Regions from separate parts of the Mus musculus genome. Here region 2 is linked to region 1. A link is a contact called in public promoter capture Hi-C data. All regions are on one chromosome and are shown on one strand. The core of a region is the stretch at or near the end of the contact, and the rest is flanking DNA. Distances in the headings are between cores, read along the strand shown.

Region 1 (6,212 bases), core at 406-2,905:
TCTGATAGCAAGGAGAGTAGTCTTGCAAGAAAACTCTCTAGTCCACCAAATTCAGCATTCACTGCTGTCTGTGCCCTTCCCAGACAACGTCGGGCTTTTCTGTAGAGAAGTCTGATCTCAAACAAACAAAACTACAGAACACAGACAGAAGCCAGGCATCACTACTGAGACACTAACACATTCATGCTTCGAAACTGTTCTCAGCTGGGCCATAAAAATTAACCGTCTATAAGACAAGCTAGGAAGACAACTCCCTTAAACCATAGGACCTTCGAAAATTATTTTTAACATGCATTTTTTTTCTTCTTCTTCTCATCTCTGTCTAACATTAAAATGGACAGAAAGGCAGGTGTAGAGCTAGCCCAAACCAATCTGAGACTGGAGAAAAGTCCAGTAACAGCAGCCAGCGGTTTCCTCCTCCTTCCTGGGTTCCAGGCACTGGCCTTATACAGACGGTCACTTCCACCCTTAGGGGCAGGAGGTCAGGAGAAGGGCAATTCTATCAACCGCTTCTCAACACCTCCTAGGTGAATGCAGAGACAAGCAACTCAAAACCCTGAAGCCCCCGCCTACTAGACCTTAACTTTCATTTGGTTCTGGTTACAATTAATTTTAACACCCGTAAAGCTTTTCTCACATGTCAAAACATTCCAAAAATGCTGCACGAGTAAACTACAGACACTACCGAAAAAAAAAAAATGAGCCAGCTTTATACAAAGACTAAAGAAAGCAAGCCCTTCAACGATTTCCACCACAGTAGCTTCGGCATTAGGAAAGGTGGCCTAGATTTCTCAAATCTTGGCTGTCAAAGGGAAAACCACTCATTAGCCTTTGACCTACCGAAGTTTTAAAGGCCGTCCTAATTACTTGCACCAGAACTACTCTAATTTAAAATCTTGTCATACTACAGAAAATCATCTCATCTTACACAAGGCGAAGTGGAGAGTTTAAGGCATAGGAACTGCCCAAACCTTTTTTTCTTTTTTTAAATTTTTTTTAAATGTAAGGTGTGTATGCGCACATGTGAACCTTTTCACTAGCAAACCTCCTTGCACGCAGAACACTCCAAGATGTTTACGTGAGTGCTTAAAACAATCAGCTCAGACAATGCAGGAGATACCACGAGAGAGAACACCCAGCCGAGGACGCGCTGGCAGGTCGTCCTTCTCTTTTTTCAGATGAACCTGGGCCACGGCCCGGAACGTCCTTCCTTTGCTAAGGTACCCTCCGAAGCCCACGTTTTCCAGCGAGAGGGGGATCGCCGGGTCTGCGGCGGCCCCGCGACCTTCCCGCCCCGCCCCCCGGCCCGCCGCGGACAAAGCGGCGCCCCTGCTCCCCGCGCGGCCCGACCAGGCGCTGCACAAAGCGCCGCACTTCCGGCCCGCGCCCGCCCGCCCGCCCCGAGCTGCCGCCCCCATGCTTCCCGTACTCACGGTGGCCTGAGCCTCCGGGACCGGCGCGCGCCGGCCCGAGCCGGCACGGCGTGGGGCTCGGCGACGGGCAGTGCCCAGACGACGCTCGGTTGCGGCCGACCGCTAGGCCCGCGCTGCCTCCCGCCCGCCCGCCAGCCTCGCCGCGGCCCCCGCTCCCGCCGACGCTGCGCAGACACCGCAGCCCACGACCTCACTTCCGCCCGCCGCGCGCCAGCCGGGGGCGCGCCGGGCACGTGACGCAGCTGCGCGCGCGCGCCCCGAGAGGCTTGCGCGAGATGCCCGGATGCTAGGACGCGCGCCTAGACTGCGAGCCTCCGCTCAAGCTCCGGCTAAAACCGGGCTGCAAACATCCTTGTAGAAAGTAGTTATGGCCCGTTGTAAGCATTTCCCCTGTTTTGTCCTTGTTTGGTTTTGGACCAGGATGGCCTTGAATTTACAGCTCTTCCTGCATCTACCTCTAGAGTACTGGCCTTAAAGCGACAGCCACCGAGCACAGTCCTAAGATTTTATTTTTAATATGCGTGTAAGTGTGTAGCTGTGTGTGGGGTTGTTCACAAGAGTGCTGGCATGTGATCCTCTCTAGCTGGAGTTACAGGGGATTTCTAGCTTTCCTACGTGCGGTGGTGATGGAAACTTCTCTGAGCCATCTCTGGGATTCCCCACCCCCCTTTAAAAAGATGTATTCGTTTTGTGTGTGAGTGTTTCGCCTGCAAGAATGTGTGTTCACTGCCAAGTACCTGCTTAACGCCTACAGAGGTCAGAAGAGGGAGTTACAGATGTTTATGAACCATTCTGTGAATTGAACCCAGGTGCTCTATAAGAGCAAGCAGCAAACATAGCCTTTAACCCCAACATTTGGGACGCAGAGGCAGGGGGATCTCTAAGTTAGAGGCCAACTTGGTCTAAGGATTGATATCAGCCAAGGCTATGCAGAAAAATTCTGTCTAGAGAAGAAAAATAATCACTGAGGCATCTCTCCACCCTCTTTTCTTTTTGATCTTTCAGTTCCAAGGCCACCAAAAAGATTTTTACCCCGGTAAGCTTGCATCTGTCACAGAGCTAAGAAATAACAAGCACTTAGAGCAAGCCCCAAACCACACTGGCTTCACAAAACAGAAAAGTCAACATCAAGTATGCATGCTAGGAAATGTTTGGGAATAGAGAATAGTAAAAAAGGGGCAGTTAAGCTTCCTATCAGATATGAAAGCATATTTAAAGGCTGCAGCCGATAAGCTCACTAGTGCACAAATAATGAACCAATGGAATGTAATGGGAAATCCAGAAGTATACTAAAACAATTGGGAGAAGTTGACATCTAATAAAATATTTCATATCACTAGGTGCTATTATTTGGATCTTAAAGGTTCAAAAAAAAAATCTACATGTTGATGTCTTGGCTGCTAGCCTGAGAGCTGACACTGTGTATGCTACACAGACTCAGAGATTTGCCTGCCTCTGCCCTTAAGTGCTGGGATTAAGGACATGTGCCACCATGCCTGGCTTTTCCCACCATTTTTTTTCCACAGCAAACATGACTAGCTGAGGATGAAGAAGGATCACTAAATTATTGGTACTGGGGCCACCACAAACGTATAGACTGTATCTGTAACTCATGCACCAGAATAGATTCCAACTTTTAAAAAAGGCATACATTTTTAAGTGTGGAAACAAAAAAGAAGAGAACATGGGGAAGTTCATTTCTAAATATGGAGTAAAGAACTTCTCTTGTCAAAAGCCACCAACAATGCCTATGAGGAACACTGATTGGAGGGGCAAGGAAGTGGGATTAGCAGGTTAAAAAGCTTTGCACTGAAGCCTGGGGGTCCTCAGAGCCCACTAGTGAAAGAGAACAGTCTCCATTAAAATTTTGAAAATGTTTTGGAGAAATCACCTTAAGGAAAATTAAAAGGCACTTGATTAAGAATGAAACACCACAAAAGGTTAATCTCTTTAGTATTCTGAGACCTTCCAGAGGCCAATAAGAACCAGTTATAGCCGAGAACATATAAATAGGTCTCAATAATATGGAAAAAAAAAGTCAACTGTATCTCTACATACACACAAAAAAATTCAGGTTAAAACTTTAAGACACAGGACTTTGGAGGCAGAGATATAAGGAGAGCCTCAAGCTTGAAGCCATCTGGCCTACATGGTGAGTTCTTAGGCCATCAAGAATTTGTTTCAATAAGAAAGGCAACAAAACAAAACCTCAAGCAAACAAACATTAAGGTGGCATTTTTACCAGTGGCTGGGAAATACTGCTTTAAAAAAGGCAATATCCTCTGTTGGTGAAGCCTCAGAAGTGGACACCCAGCAGCTGGATGGGTGAGGGGACCTTCTGAGATGTGTATCAGGATCAGTGCACACAAAGACACAGAGCTTTTAGCTCAGCAACTCCATTTCTGAAGGCTCATCCATATAGGTAACTTTCTACTAGCCAGGGTTCTCTATAGAGTAACAGAGTTTAAAGAATGAATCTCTGTATATGTAAAAGGGAGATTTATTAGAACGGTTTTCAGACAGAGGTCCAACTAATTCAACAATGGTTGCCGATGAACTGAAGGTCTGAGAATTTAGCAGTGCTCAGTCCACGAGGCTGGATGTCTCAGCTGGTCTTCAGTATACACTGGAATCCTGAAGAAGTGGGCTCTAATGCCAGTGAAAGAGTAGACTTGCTAGTAGGCAAGAGCGAGCAGGCAAACAAAAGCTTCCTTCTTCCATGTCCTTACATAGGCTTCCAGAAGAAGACGTGGCCCAGATTATAGGTGTGTCTTCCTGCCTTAGGATCCATAGTAAAGGCCAGTTGATCTTCCAATTTCAAATTAAGCAAATGCTCTCCATTTTTGGATTTTAGTTAATTTCAAATGTAGCCAAGTTGACAGCCAAGAATAGCCATCACACTTATAAAATTAAACAAGTACACACTTATTCCAGAGAGCTTTCCTTATAACAGTACAAAACAGGAAGCTCCCTCCAGATGTTATTTTGGGATCTGGGATAGAGGGCTGTGCTGAACTTTTCTAGCCTAAGGATGGAGCTGTTATCACCCCAGGACAGAATGGGATCTGAGCAAGGCTGCAGTTCACTCCAAGTATGGTGTGGAAGAGTTCTCCATAACATGTTCTAATCTCTTATGGCATCATGACGCTACTGTAGAAGAATCTACACTTTAGGCAACTGGGTCATTTGACCCCTTATAACTCATGAAGTCTTTACAAAGCCAAATCTAAGAAAAAGGTAAGTAAATCACGCTGTAAACTGTATTCCTTCACCAAGTGATGAGCTGCCCCTCTAGTCATCTAGATGCGACCCTGTGGTGGTATGAATTGTCAGCCTAACAGACTCTAGAGGCACCAAGAAATCCCTCCTCCATAGGAGATTATCTTGGGTGTGTTAATTGATGGGTAAACCCATCTTAATGGTGGTTGGAACCTTGCCTTGTGTCATGACCCCTGCACTGTATAAAATTAATAAAGGGAACTTTTTGTTTGTTTGTTTTTCGAGACAGGATTTATCTGTGTAGCCCTGGCTATACTAGAACTCACTCTGTAGACCAGGCTGGCCTCGAACTCAGAAATCCACCTGCCTCTGCCTCCCAAGTGCTGAGATTAAAGGCGTGTACCACCACTGCCCGGCGAATAAAGGGAACTTAACACCAGCATACATTCTTCCATCTTTGATTCTTAATTGTGGGTACAATGTGACCAATTCCTTCAAGTGCTTGTGCTTTGATAGCCCTGCCATGATGGGCTATAACCTGGAACTGTGAGCCACGCCAACCCATTCTCCCTGAAATTGTTTTAGTTAGAATTTGTTTATTTGTTTGTTTTGAGCCAGGGTTTTACTATGTAGCCCAATCTAGCCTGGAACTCCCTCTGTACACCAGGCTGGCCCCAGACTAACAGAAATCTGCCTGTGTCTGCTTCTCAAGTGTTTAACGGCATGCACCAGTGTGCCTGGCTTTGCTACCTTATTTTCTCACAGCAGTAGGAAAGTAAAGTGAGTTATCCATGACTTTTTGTTCCTGTGATAAAACACACCTATAAGCAGCTTGTGGAAGAACTTACTTTGGCTTACAGTTCCAGAAGGCTAGAGTCTGTAATGTGGGCCCTGGCAGCAGGGTATGTGTGGCATCTGGTGGCCAGAGCAGGAAGCTAAGAGCCAGCCCCCAGTGACAAGAGTTCCTCCAGCCAAGCTAAATCTCCTGAATACTCCATAACTGACTCAGTGTCACCAAGGAACCGAGTGTTTAAATACCTGAGGGACATTTCCACCACCACACTGAGATCGATTCCCCGAACAGGTGTTCTACCTAATAAGACCTAACAGCCAGAGCACCATGACATGAGACACTACCTGACTGCCTGCACACAACCCTGCCTCCACATCAAAGTAGCTCTATAGAATGCCTCCAGGGAGACAGTATTCTTAAATGTTATCCACTTCCCAGATCTGCCACCTTCTGCCAAGATGAATCTCTCCCTAGCCTGTCAGTGTCATCCTGCCAGCACAAACAACCCAAGTACCCATTACTAGGGGATAGTTCAATGAACCCTGGTTCATCTATATGGTAAAAATTCTAATTAAAACAGAGAAGAAAGCAAAGCAAAGAAACAAGGAGCCTTCCCATAGATCAACATGGGGACATAGGATTGTGCTGAAGGACACTGTGTAAAAAAGGAGAAATACATATAGTGTAAAAATATTGTGTAATTTACAAATCATTCAAAAGCAAATAGCACCAACTACCTGTGGTGAGGCTGGGATAGAGTGGGACCT
Region 2 (5,639 bases), core at 620-3,119, 2.6 Mb after region 1:
ACACCATTATCCAAACCATATCACTACAACTGATGTATGACCATTAAATCATTCACATTTAATTCTATGTATAGGTAACATAAGCTTTTGAAATGGTTCATCACTTACCATTGATCTTTTACATTCAAAAAAGGAATACTGCAAAGCTCTACAGTTGCCTTCCTTCAAACACTGCCGTGGGGATTTTCCTTCCTGTGATATACAAACCAATGTGAATGTCTGAAAGACTGTCCCACAAAGCACAGACAACTGTTCTTCTGAAAGTAGTTTTTTTTTTTAAAGTTGACTTAAGAAAATTCTTAATTCCTTTTTATTAACCTTGGTGATTAAAGAAAAGCAAATGTAAAGATTATCAAATAAGTAAGTATTTTGAGTCTGCTTTGAAATTTAATTTTATGAGTGTTTGCCTGCATGTACAAACATGCACTACATACAGACCTGGTGCCTATGGATGTCAAAGAGGCTACCAGGAGGAACTGGAGGATAGATGATTGTGCACCACCTTATGGCTGCTAGGACCAAATCCTGACCCTCTGTAAGAGCAACAAGTGCTCTTAACCACTGAGCCATCTATTTTCCAGCCCCCAGAGCCTAAGATTTTTAGGACATATCGTCAATGTTTGTATAAGCCTTCCTATGGATGAGAACCATGAATTGGATGTGTTAAAATAAAGACCTTTTAGTGTTAGTACTAAACTCTGTATATAAATGTTAATAGGGAGGGGCTGGCAAAGTGGCTAAGTAAAGAAAATGCTTGCTGTGCATGAGAGCTCCCAGTTCAGCACCCACATAAAGAGCTGGGCATGGTGGCAGAAGTCGTTTATCCCAGAATGGGAGTGGAGCCAAGCAGATCTGGTTAGGCTAGCCAATTAGGTCCACTGACATGCTATCTCAAGTAATAAGGTGGAGGGGCTGGAGAGATGAGTCAGCGGGCAAGAGGCCTTGCTCTTCTGAGGTCAAGGTCAGTAATGGGAAAACCATACTGAGTTCCCTCTGGAAGTTTCAACTTTTCTGGTTTTCCAAGAGTCATAAAATCTTAAGAAGTCTATTTTTGAGAAAGTTCTGAACCTTCTCCCCACTCCCCTTTCTCCTCACTATCCCCCACTGGAAGGTACGTTGTGATCATCTGAGTTCATACCCTACGTTTCTCTGAGCCCTTCTCATTCCTCGCCTGTTTCCCAAGGCAGCACATAGTATAAAGGCTTATGTTGAATTCCTCCCAGAATGCAATGCTATAGGTTTAAGATAGGTTAAAGATCGGCAGAGAGAAACTATGGCACACCATGAGATACTTCCATATTCTAGAAGCCAAGGAACCAAAACTCTCCACCACAGATCAAGTAGCCATGCGGCGCAGGCACAGGCCTTGGCAGCTGCCCTTAGAGTGGGAGTCTCTGGTGGCGCGTGCCAGCACTCAGGGATCGCTTCCTGAACAGAGCTGGCTGAAGGTTTACAAAATCCTTAGGTGGGTAGTAAGTTATCTCCCACTTAACACCAGTAAGAACTGGGGATGCGAGCTCAAGAGACCTGTCCAAAGTCAGGAGCGGACGCGCGACCTCTACCCTCGACGTGACCTCCCCTCGCAGGCCATCATGGAGCCAGTCTTGACTGAGCTCTGCCACCCAGATCCGCTACCTGGAGCACACAGGCAGACTGCAGCAGACATGCACCCAGATCCTCCTTCACGCCCGCACACGCGCCGCCCTCCGGCTTGTCCTCATAATACCGGGGCATGGCGGGGACCCACCGCCCTCACCACACTGGATCACGGCCCTCGGTCACCCCGCACGGCCCGGAAGGGCGTGGGACACGCCCACTGGCAAGCTACCGGCGAGGGTGGGAGAAAGTCTCAACAACTTCCGCCAGGAGTGCGACTCTTCAGGGTATGCGCACGCGTGGCGGAAGTGCGTGTCCGTAACGTAAATACAGAGCGCCGCAAGTGCGGGCTACGTAGCGGGAAGGGAAGTGGCCCCAGCGGCGGCTGGGCTCGGCTGCCCTGGGAAGGTGGCGGTAGTCCCGGGCCCAGGACGAGGCCTCGAGGGCCTTCAGGTGCGGCCTGCTCTGTGTGCGCAGGGTGGCGTTCGTGCCGTCGGCCGTTTCCACGGTTAGCTCGCGACCTGGCGTCTCAGCGGCTGGGCGAGGGACCGGCCGGCGCCCGGCAGCTCGAGTCCTAGGCCCGCCGTGGAGCTGCTGGGTAAAACCAAAGACAGCCGCTTACGTGGGAATCGCAGGATTAGAGCCGTTTTTCTATTCTAAGCAGGTCTGAAATTTTGCAAGGAGACACACACCCTGAAACCTTGTCGTTGCTTGTTCTTAAGTCAAATGTCACTGGGCCGTTTGTATTTTTAGTTGACAGAGGCTTGGGGTAATGGAGACCTGCTGGCGGGGCGGGGCGCCGCGCCGCGCCGCGGAGGGCAGGTAGGCTGGGCGGTGACCAGCAGTCATTTAGCTTCGGACTAGTTGGACTGGCCCCTTCGCGCTGTTATTCCTCCTACCCAGCCATCCTAGGAGTAAAACCATCAAGGAGTGTAATTTTTATTGTCACATTCTGAATAACCAGGGACTTGCTGGCCATCGCCGATGGACTTGTACAAATAAACTGTGTGTCTTACTTTTTCAGTAACCTTGCTTTTAGATTAAACTTTTTGTTTGTTTTAAATCTTGGTCATTACAAACACGGAATTTTGAACCAGTGTTCGGTCATTGTCCCGTGTTAATGAGGACGTCATTGCACACCCCCTTGTGCTGCTTTTTCCTTGGCCTCCATTATCAGTAGTGAGCTACTGCAGCTGTCAAAGGCTTGATTGAGGTGAAGGTTGGGAAACCATCGACTGAAGTTAAGTGCTTGTTTCAGGTGATACAGGAGTTTGTGGTACTGCCTTGATGGCATTACCCTTGGCCAGCCCCTAGACAAGCCCCAGAACCAACTCTATAGCTTCTGGCCCCTAATCCTTTCTGAAGGTGGCAAGAGAAAACGTCATAGCGCTGACGAGGAGTTCTAGTAGCCAAATAATTACATTTAAGATTACATCTAAGAGAAATGTTCTCATTCCATCTAGGAAGATGCTACCAAGTACTTCCTTGAGTTCTTCGATGCACGGGAATGGAGTATTAAATTCCAGGGATGCAGCAAGGCACACGGCTGGAGCAAAACGCTACAAGTACCTCAGAAGGCTCTTTCGATTTCGGCAGATGGACTTTGAGTTTGCTGCATGGCAGATGCTCTACCTGTTTACCTCTCCTCAGAGGGTTTATAGAAACTTTCACTACCGGAAGCAAACAAAGGACCAGTGGGCCAGAGATGACCCTGCCTTCTTAGTCCTCTTAAGTATCTGGCTCTGTGGTAAGTGTGTCTCAGTTTACAAGCAGTATAGTAGAAAAACAAATTGGGGTTTTCAGAGGAAACTTTATCTTTTGGGATAATGTATGGCGGGTCAGACTCTTGGGGTGTGTGAAGCTGTGGGATTTGTTTGTCTTTTCTAAAACATGAGAAAACTGGCAAGAAAGAAAGTGGAGTTCTTCCTAGTGCTGGCTGTAACACGCCAGAGTAAACTACTGTACCCAGTGTATGAAAGTAGGGCATGGGGTTCGTCCCAGAGTTGGTTTATTCCTTCTCTTTTGAAACAGCTTCTAGATGTGTAGGCCAGGCTGGCCTGGCACTCAGGAAGCTCTTAACTCAGTCTCTTAGTGCTGGCTTGACAGTCGTGTTCTGCCACACTGGCTGACTTTAAAACAAACAGAACAAAACTAATAAGAACCAAACCCAAGTGTGTGCCAAGAAATATTAGGATAGGAATTACATTTCTTAATTAGGCAAATCTGCAAGGCCGGCAGATTGCTATCTTTTTATTTTTGTTTTTTGTCAAGCGGAGGGGCAGGGGTTGGTAGGACCAGGAATAGAAACCAGTGACTTAAATCTACCAGGCAAGTGAGCTGCACCCCCAGCCTTCCAGGGTAAGAGTTCTGAAAGTACTGATCAAACTGGAAAAGAACCTTTAGATTCTCCAGTACCCCAACTGGAGAACATCAACAGTCCCCGTCAACTAGAGGGTACTGGAGTATGTAGGTGCTTTTCACATTTAACTGGACTTAAGAGTAAGTTGAGTGCCGTCCCGTCCACACTGGTGTTCTGAGTGCCCTGTGTCCTGTCATTTACTGCATTCAGAGGTGACATCTCTTTCCACATCAGTTGCATGTACCTTGTCATGAGGGTTTTCTTCATCATCTGTGTGCCACCTCTACTACACTGTGGGTGTATGGGAGTCAGGGACTGTTTTGTACCTGAGCCTGGCAGTGACTTGTAACTCTTTATTTCAGTGTCCACCATAGGATTCGGCTTTGTGCTGGACATGGGATTTTTTGAGACAATAAAGCTGCTGCTGTGGGTTGTGTTTATAGATTGTGTGGGTGTTGGCCTTCTGATCTCAACGTTAATGTGGTAAGTACGGTAAAGTGGCTCCTTCTATGCTGTCCCGCCTCTGTTTCCTTCAGAGGGGCAGTAACTAGTGAAGACAGAGTAGCTGAAGTGGCTGGGCAGACTGCTAGGATGGTTCTAACTTGGCTCCTGTGTCTGTACTAGGTCAGAAAATACTCTAATGGGTGCTTTCTGTCATTGTAGCAAATCCCAGAATGGTTTACCCTGCTAAATTCTGATTTTTTATAATATATGTATGGTTCTGATTAGCTTTGTTTTCTACATTTGTCAGTGGGTACCATTTCCAGGTGCATGAGTGCTTCAGTATTGTTTCGGTCCATTTAGATCTAGGTTATCCTCTGGAGTTTTACATCAGTCAGGGGTGTTTGAAAGGGGTTTTGTTTTCAGTGTGTCTCCTCTGTGCTGAGAAGAAATTACATCCAGAGGCCTTCAAAGGCCGTCAGCCTGCTTCTGTCTGGGGTTGAATGAACAACCATAGTTGGCTGTAGACTAGAGATCTGGTGTTCAGTGTGTTACTTCCCTCAGAGAATGTTCCTGTGTGCTTGGCCTCCTGGGCAAAGGGTGATGATGTAACAAGTGGCTTCAGAAGGTGGAGACTGAGGAGGGAGCAGAGAAAATGCAATCGTTTCAGACATGTCCACACGGCAACAGGCATGTGTGTGGTCTTATTTAGAAACTGGAGTTATTCCATAGATGGTTTTAGGGTAGCAGAATGGTAGACCTTTGGTACCTAGATATGGTAGCTATTACTGTTTTAAACAAAAAGGCTAAGGCTTTAACCTGATGAGACCAGTGTTTTATTTTCTTTTGTAACTTTTGACTAATAAAGTACAGGTTCTGTGGGTACTGAATAGTTAATAAAAAACTACTATGTACCATTGGTCTAAATTCCTAAAATCTAGCCTAAGATTAATATTGCTAATATAAATCAAATACTCATTGCCTAGCTACTCATGGGGGGAAATATGTAAACTTCCAAGAACAGTTGTTGACAGTGTCTGCCGTGAGTGCAGTGACCTGCATGGCCACAGAGCAAGGCCGGGGGCTGATTTGGCTTTTGTCCCCCATAGTTTGATCAAGTAGGAACTGGCTTACTGTGCTCTTTGTGAGAACACAGGTGTCATGAACTGTGAGGAGCTGGAAGTAGAAACTGCGACATACCCCTACCCCCAACATCTGCAGCGTGCCCTAGGAACCAGCACCA

What was found. Promoter capture Hi-C pulls out the DNA fragments that hold promoters and counts their contacts.
Region 2: a promoter capture Hi-C map of liver shows a contact between it and region 1, with 7 times the contacts expected there. The contact joins the promoter of Coa5 here to the promoter of Fam168b in region 1. A contact is called at or near these places in 3 of 39 promoter capture datasets (the C10 cell line, liver and pre-B cells) and 1 of 9 other capture datasets (adipose tissue).

What each region holds. Positions count from the first base shown.
Region 1 is chr1:34,841,395-34,847,606 of GRCm38.p6, forward strand. It overlaps Fam168b (family with sequence similarity 168, member B), which reads right to left and starts at 1,656. Exons shown (of 7, transcript NM_174997.2): 1 at 1,434-1,656.
Region 2 is chr1:37,428,234-37,433,872 of GRCm38.p6, forward strand. Coa5 (cytochrome C oxidase assembly factor 5) reads right to left here and starts at 1,870. Exons shown (of 3, transcript NM_198006.4): 1 at 1,636-1,870; 2 at 109-192. The coding sequence starts at 1,734. Unc50 (unc-50 homolog) reads left to right here and starts at 1,906. Exons shown (of 6, transcript NM_026123.4): 1 at 1,906-2,260; 2 at 3,060-3,343; 3 at 4,318-4,438. The coding sequence starts at 3,064.